Regions from separate parts of the Zea mays genome. Here regions 1 and 3 are each linked to region 2. A link is a contact called in public Hi-C data. All regions are on one chromosome and are shown on one strand. The core of a region is the stretch at or near the end of the contact, and the rest is flanking DNA. Distances in the headings are between cores, read along the strand shown.

Region 1 (2,725 bases), core at 121-2,620, 180 kb before region 2:
ATATGAGAGGAACTATATAGAGCAAACTAAACGTGTTTGCAAAGCACAGATCTTAAGGGGCTACCGAACACCCTCATTTGTACACCCCTCATGACGCAGAGTGCTTTCAGCTGTGGGGACCTACTAGACATGACCTACTAGACATCACGGAGCAGAAAGAAAGCAAGCAGGCAGCCCTCGTAAACCTTGAACAGAACGAGACCAAAGGAACCTCGGAGAACAGAGGAATAAGTACCTTAGGCGTGTGGCGCGGTGCCAGGGGAGGAGCTGAGTCCGACGAGGAGGAGGCGCGGGCGTGCAACACGACACTCGAGGAGATGAGTCCGAGGAGCAGGCGGCGCTCGACGCTCGGGGAGGAATCTGTATCCTTCTTTTAGGGTAGGAAAGTTTTGCAGGCTTCTGATTTGGCTCAAGAAATGGATTAAAAGTTAGTTTTTAATTCTATAGTTTGCTAAATAGATCAGCCCAAAAATTAAATTTCAATTCAAATCAATTCCAATCAAATAAACGAGGGTCTTTAGTCTAAAACCAATTGGAAAGACCCGGAAACAGCACGAGCAATACGACGAGTGGGCAAACCAAGATGGTGCGCCACGTGTTATCCAATGGCTTCCAGTCCAGCTCCTCCCCACACGCGCACCTGCACACCGCCAGCCAGCCAGCCAGCGAGACCGCCGGAGGAAACAACCAAACCAGACTAGAGATGGCAGTGGGTAAGGTACCCAGTGGGCACATGAAGGTATACCCATACCCACTAGGAAAAAATTGATCCATATCCATACCCATTACCCATCATGGGTACAAAATTACGCCATACCCATACCCACCATGGGTAGCGAGTACCCATCGGGTACCCATACCCATTAGCATTATGATAGACATGATCATTTGAATCGCAAAAAATAAGTACCAGCATAATAAATGTATCAAACCCAACATAATTTTATCACAGGTTCAACAATATTCAACATTAACTGGTAATATCATGCCTTCAAATCACACAAAACATAGCATTGATTCTACTCGTGCCCTAATAGAGTTTTTACCCATCGGGAGCAAATTCATTTTATATGAGACATAAATCCGGACCCACATGTCATATATTAGCGGGTTCCCCATCGGATAGCGGGTATGGGGCAACAGAAAACATACCCACGTCCACCATACCCGATGGGCATAACAAATGACCCAATAAAATACCTATGGGTATCAAAATCCGCCATACCCGTGCCCTAATAAGGTTTTTACCCATCGGGTTTCGGGTTTCGGGTACCCATTGCCATCCCTAAACCAGACAGACAGTTTCGGCCTCAGCCCAACTGGTGCCGTGACGTCTCCTCTCCTCTCTTCGTCTCATCCCCAGCCCACCCACAACAATGCCCTCCTCCCTTCCCACCTGACCTGCGCCGCGCCGCGCCGCGCTGCGCAGCCATCCTTGTTCTGTCCCGGGTACGCCGCCACACACATCAGTTCAAGCGCTTCTCTCCCTCCCTCCTCTTCGTGGATCGGAATCGACGCCTGGAAGTGGATGACGATGGCGGGTTCTTGCGCCGCGGTGCCCGTTGCCGGTCTCCCCTCGTTGAGGACGCCGATGCCAACTCACCTCAGACTTGGCGGCTTTATGCCCTGTTCCTCGGCCGCGCGGAGTCGCGGCGCCGCCGTGCTGGGATGCGCTCTTGGGGCCAGGAAGCAGACGCCGGGAGTTCTGAACCAGGTACTTGCTTCTTATAGATAAACTTGATTTGTTGTTTGGTCTGCATGATATCGTGGCTAGAACCTTTTCTCTTTCTTTTTCTGACTTTGCTGCTAAACTGTTTCTCGATTGCATTGCTGCTGTGATGGCAATTTTGTTATGCTTATTGCACCTTCAAAGATAAATTAATAGATGACACACTACATGGTCTCAATTTGAGTACCTATCGGTATTGGTTGTTATTATAATTCCTTGTGTGCCAAAGGATTTAATTATTGTTTCTTCATGTCATGCCTATACACTTGCCTAATCTCTGCAATGTGTAATAACTAAGATTTGTTGTCACTTCAAAATTGCACGCATCGGCCTGTTATCACCGTAGTTCCAATGTTCACCCAAAATTCTTATCTCAAAAGAAAAAAAACAGTCAGAATTTGATCTTTTTACGGTCCACGGTAACAGCTAATCCTACTTGGGTTGCTGGTATCTTCTACTTAGATCCTGCGCCTAAAGTTTAGACAGTAGCGTTCAAACCTCCCCCGCATGTGAGCTATGCCCGCTACAAAATACAGCAGCTTCGGATTAATACCAACATCAGTTGATGTGGAACTTTATGGCTGGAAATGATAAAAAACACCATTGAGAAAGTTAACCATTTTTCACATATATTCTGTGGGCTACTCTCATTACTTGCCAAAAAGTGTTTGTGCTATATCTTTTCTCTAGCATGCCTCAAAAGGTGAACAAAGTAGCTCATTGGATAAAGTAGAGTTCCTATATGATCCTCCGATGAATTCAGCTTGATCTCATTTATTCAGAATCCAACGCTCGGGATTGTTATCACCTCTGTTGCTGTTTTTATTCAATATTTTCTGTAATGTCTCTGGAAAGTTGGGTTTAAAATTGACAGCACACATATAAATCCACCTGGTGAATTTAGGTTATCTTAAATGGTTGCAACCTCTCTTGTGCTATGGTGTTACTCTATATACTGAATTAATATTGACTAATCGTTATGGGTTCAACCTATTT
Region 2 (2,700 bases), core at 56-2,555:
CACCACGATCATAGTTTTCATCTCCAGGGCGAGAGGAAACTAACAAACGGCGTACCACTACCTCCATGACTTGGTTTTGTGTCTTCATAGCTGATTTAACATAATTATCTCACTCTCGCTGACACTTAATTGGGATGATAAGTCTTCGCACGCTGGGTGGAGGACCTACGTTTAACACCCCATCAACGTCAATGTCGTCAACGTCATGCCAACCAATCTTCTCCTTAGCCGTAGCAACAACCTCACTAAAGGAAGGTCTATCATCAAATATAACAGCCACACGTTGCATGTCAACGAACTCAGCATTTCCATAACGATCTTATTCAACGATGCCTCCATGGTATATGCCCAAAAAATTGTCCTTCTATTTGAAATACGACAACGTTGAATAACCAATTGTGGTGGTTAGTGGATAACCCAGTCCACTATGACTAACTATAAACTATCTAGTACCTAATAAATAATTGTAAACTAATACAAAATAATAACTAACTAATATCTAACTACAAAATACCACCGCGTTGGAGTAACAATTTACTAATAATAACGAACTATTAACTACTAACAAATTATCAATCATAATTATAAATAAATAAAGGATGGAGAACGGGTTACCGGGCGATGGAGAGCGTTGCCGGGGACGGCCGGACGGCGAGATCGGCGGGCGGGAGTGGTCAGGGCAGGAGGGCGGCCGAGCAGCGGGCCGGGTGGCACGCCGGGGGTGCTGCGGCGTGCGGGCCGGTGTGGCCGGCGGCGGGGACGGCTAGCGAGCGGCAAGCACACGGGACGGGCGGGCGGCGAGCTGCCGGGGCGGGAGAGGCCGGCGGCGGGGGCGGCTGGCCGGGCAGGGCAGCCAGGGCGGGCGGGCCGACCGAGCGACTGGGGCGGCGGGGCGGCGTGAGGGCGGGAGAGGCGGCGTGCGAGCGTGCGCGGTAGGGAGCAGCGGCGGCGTGCGTGCGGGAGGGAGCAGCGGGGTGAGACGAATGAAGTGGAGGAAGAAGAGGTCGTCCTGCATTTAATACCTCGGCGCCAAGATCCATGGCGCCGACCTCCGCGCCGAGATCTATGGCGCCGAGCTGTCTGCCACGTAGGTCGTCACGTCATTAACGCGCGACGCCAAACAAATTGGCGCCTACATGTTAGACCTCGACGCCAATGTCGATGACGCGAGCTGAGGGTCTAGTTTTTTAAATGAAACCAGAAGGGGCATATTTGTGAAAATAAAACCTAAAAAGGACTAAATTAAAAAAGACGGACAGCCCAGCCCATCTCGTCTTGTCTCGGCGATACCGGCTACCGCCGGCGACCTTCCGTCTATCCAACTCGCAGCGTCCCACGCCGGTGACCCCGCTGGGCGGCAGAAGGAGACGTCGGGTGCCGCGGAGCGCCGCGGAGCGCCGCCGCCGTCCAAGCTGCCTCCCTCGGCTGGTGGACTGTATCACTGCTCCTCAGACACCCGCTGTTCTGTCCGGCAACGTGCCTCCGCCGCAAACCCGCTCGATCAGCCTGAGGCATCGCACGATTTCTGACTCATACTTTATCGCCAATTGGTTCGTGCGTGCTCAAAACTTAATTCTGTGATCTTAATAATGTGTTAACTATATGGGATAGGTATACTGAAAATTCCTGTACTGTTTGAGTAATCGTTTTTTTCTGCCCCCGTTGTCCACCTCTCTGTCTAGGCTGGGGTGGAGCACATCTCTACCCGGACTTGATAGATTCCAATCCTTCCCAACTCAACGTTGGGCAGATGGCGCAGATCCCCAATCTTGACAACGCGCCGCTCAACCTTGCGGCCCTCAGGTGAATCGTCTCATTCGCACGCCTCCTCCTATGTGTTACGCATCTGGATTCTGACAGTCTTATTCGGTTCGTTTGCAGGGAGCAGTCGCAGAAGGACTTGTTCGGCATCCTAAAAAATGTGGGTTTCTTGTCTCACACTGCTCGTTATGACCATGATCTCCGGTGGTCTTGTTGATACTGAACTGAAGAGTTTGGTTTTCTTTGTGATGCGCACCAGATAAGGGGAAAGAAGTGCTTGGTTATAGATCCCAAGCTCGCTGGGACTCTCTCATTGGTCGTGCAGACATCGCTGCTAAAGGTGTGATTACACTGTGTATGCTAATCTTGAATGGTTATCATCTTTAATAACTCTGTGTTGCAGTAATATTCTTTGCTAGTACATTTTATATCATATATATGTCATGTTATGGGCCATGCCACAGCGTATACCCCGGTTCATCTGTTTAATTTCCAGTTTCTTAGCTCATTGCACCCTTTATTCTGCTTATCAGGAGTATGGCGCGGAAGTGCGGATTCTCTCTCCCGAACCCCTGCAGACGGAATGCCCCAAAATTGTATATCTTGTGCGCTCTCAGCTGAGGTTCATGAAGTTCATCGCAAGTCAAATCAAGAACGATGAACCTAAAGGGCTCCAGAGGGAATACTTCCTTTACTTTGTACCTCGCCGCACTGTTGCTTGTGAGAAGGTATCTGTTATTCTTTTCATGTTTGAACTAATCCACTAGTGGGTTTTATATCGTGTTTTCGTGTATGGGTGATGTAGAATACTTTGTGATGCTCAGATCTATTGATTTTTTATAAATTTAAATTTAGTAATAACAATGAAACTCGAAGTAACACCCGTTTTCCAGTTACGATGAACGTGTATCCTCGAACCGTCTGATTCTTGTATGTTCA
Region 3 (2,700 bases), core at 193-2,692, 240 kb before region 2:
ATTACTACCACCTTGCAGACATTATTGATAGCTTCGGCTTATCCATGCTGCAGGGGTAGCCTTTAGAATTTTCTAGATTGGTATAGAGCTGCTTCAACAAAAAATGATTGATATTTTCGACGAACATGGGAAAATAAGTGCTTTGCCATTCAGAGTGCGTTTAACATGAATTGTGAATTCATTCACTACAAGTCCATGAAACAACCAAAGAGCACATCCTGACGTTAGCTACTCATACAAGGCATTGCTTTTGTCCCAATTAGCTCCACATCTGTAATTTGGAAGGTTCAATTGCCTTCACTAACTGCAGTACTGAAAGGAGTCATAGACACTTGTATCCAGATCATAGGGCTAACATTAAAGAACTTGAGCCAAATTAACACCAACCAAACAGGTATGTTTTGTGTCATTTCTGCCAAATAACCAAGAGAAAATGATGGTTCAAATATAGACATGCCTTGCACAACCTTGTTAACAAACCAAAAAGAGCATGGTTCAATCCAGATGAGAATGGTTCATGAATTCAGAAAAGGTAACATACCCCCAATGTATCTGCCATTCCTGACTCCAACAACTCCTCCCTCGCCCCCTGTTGTGCATTAATACTAGTAACCCTCTTCAGCGCTCCCTTAAGGTTATTAAGATCTGACTTGTACTCCCTGATCTTTACTAGGAGATCAGCTCTAATGCTTGGTTGCAGGTTTCTTGCTTCAAGATCCATCTTCCTTATCTGAAAACAAAAACAACATTACCAATATACAATAGATGTCTTCCGCCGCACAATAAAACTTCCATTTGAATTTGATAACTGCTTAGCCTGATCCTATAAGAAGGAAACGTCCCTAAGTTTAAACAATTATGTAATCCTTAGGGTTCAAAATTTTCCGTGATCTATAAAAAATACAGCTCTAAAGAAGGATCGTTCCTTGTTTCTTTTTTTCTCCCTACACCTGAATATAATTCCAAAACAGTTTTGTGAGGGTCGTGCATCCTTCGCGGCTACTTAGTAACAAGAGCACAGCCACTATTTGCCTATGTTTAATAAAACAAAAACAAAAAAGAGGAGCGAGGGGATACCAGTGCCTCAGCGCCATCGATGCCGGATTGGATCTCCGCCGCCTTCTGCTTCAGCTTCTCTGCGCGACCAAATATTTTACCAAGAGACGATTCGGAGGGAGAGCCTACCGAGATTGAGGTTGCTTCTAGAAAACGAAGAGATTTGGGAGGGGTGGAGGATTACCTCCCTGTAGGGCGGCGGCGGCGGTGCATTTGCGGGTGAGGGAGGCGGACGCCTCGCAGTACTGGCGCTCGTAGCCCTCGAACACCTTGCTCATGTTGCCCCGATCTCGATCCCAATCGCTGTTTGTCTAAACCCGCGAAATTTTCTCTGGAGCGATCACGTCGGGAGGAGTCGAGGCCTAGGAAAGGAAGAAATGGGGACGGACCGAAGGAGTAGGACACAATTGGACGTGGACGTTCAGACCCAGAAGGCTTCGTTGGAGTTTTTCTTTCTTTTCTTTTTTTTCCTTCTTTTTTCATCCTTTTCTAGTACACGCTGGGTAGAAAAGATAATAAATTGGCGGCATGGCAGTTTAATCAGCAAACCCGAAATTCGATAGGTACGTGACCTATTCGGTGAAGATTTTGATCTGCAGGTGCAACTCGTATCCGATCCGAAGTTTCGCGGGTGTGGGTGCGGGTTTCTATTTCAACCGGCGGTGATCCGCATCTCGCCCGAAATGTTGGTTTATTCTTTATTTTTGTGCAAAAATAATTAAGATACAACGGTAATTGTTTTGAATAAGTAACATGGCTACTGATTCATGAAACGTTTTGTTGCTACTCAATATGTGAAGGCTTAAAATATGTAGATATAACTTAATTATTGTTGATACTTAATTGTTTATAGCTAATTGTTATTTAAAAGTGACACTAGGTAAAAACCCGCGAGTGACCCGAAACCCGACGGGTTCAGGTGCGGGCTTAAAATTGTACCCGTGGGTGCGATCGGGGACGAGTTTAGTTAGACTTCACGGGTGCGATCGCGAGTGGGTTTTTGCTCCACCTAACCCGAACCCGACCCATTACCATCCCTATCTGCAGCATCATCGAAAGACCTAGCTTTGTGCTTATGGTTACGTGTCTTCCACCAAGATTCAAGAGAGCTCTTGAGAACCAACCGAGCATGTAACACTCTGAATTTGGGGTATAAAATTTGTTCTTTAATATCTACCAAATTCAGGTGTTACTCCTTTTCTCACCTCTATAGATTTTCTTTCTCTTCTTTTTAATAGAATTTTGGGTGTTTATTCGAGAGGTGTATTATTTCTTTAGAATATTAAAACCTAGGGGAGACATGAATTGGTGCATTATGTTGAGCTAAAATTTTATTTTTGGTTGATGCACATGTTTGAAATATTCAAATTTGAATTTATGGTTTATTTTATTTGAATTCAATAGAGAAAATAAAAGAAAAGAAATAGAAAATTCAGAACAAAAGAAAAACCAGAAATCAGCCCAAGACACCCTCTCCCTCGACCTTTTCAGCCCAGTTGGCCCGGCTGCTCTCTCTCTCTCTACGCGGTGGGGCCTACCTGTCGACGCCATTCCTCTCGCCCATGCGAGCACCCTTTGTCCCATCTCCCTCTGCCAGCCCGGTCCCGCTTGTCGGCGCTGCCCGCTCACTCGTGCGCCCTCTCC

Evidence for each region. A called contact is a pair of places that touch in the nucleus more often than the background predicts.
Region 1: a Hi-C map of ear shows a contact between it and region 2, with 2.8 times the contacts expected there. The contact joins the promoter of LOC100274051 here to the promoter of LOC100282554 in region 2. A contact is called at or near these places in 3 of 25 Hi-C or Micro-C datasets (ear, endosperm and tassel).
Region 3: a Hi-C map of leaf shows a contact between it and region 2, with 4 times the contacts expected there. The contact joins the promoter of LOC100191695 here to the promoter of LOC100282554 in region 2. A contact is called at or near these places in 4 of 25 Hi-C or Micro-C datasets (bundle sheath, ear, leaf and 1 more).

Annotation. Positions count from the first base shown.
Region 1 is chr8:141,608,824-141,611,548 of Zm-B73-REFERENCE-NAM-5.0, reverse strand. LOC100274051 reads left to right here and starts at 1,370. Exons shown (of 6, transcript NM_001148431.1): 1 at 1,370-1,714.
Region 2 is chr8:141,424,366-141,427,065 of Zm-B73-REFERENCE-NAM-5.0, reverse strand. LOC100282554 reads left to right here and starts at 1,305. Exons shown (of 23, transcript NM_001155462.1): 1 at 1,305-1,550; 2 at 1,683-1,803; 3 at 1,882-1,921; 4 at 2,021-2,101; 5 at 2,295-2,489. The coding sequence starts at 1,751.
Region 3 is chr8:141,665,223-141,667,922 of Zm-B73-REFERENCE-NAM-5.0, reverse strand. It overlaps LOC100191695, which reads right to left and starts at 1,442. Exons shown (of 4, transcript NM_001137124.1): 1 at 1,078-1,442; 2 at 542-730. The coding sequence starts at 721.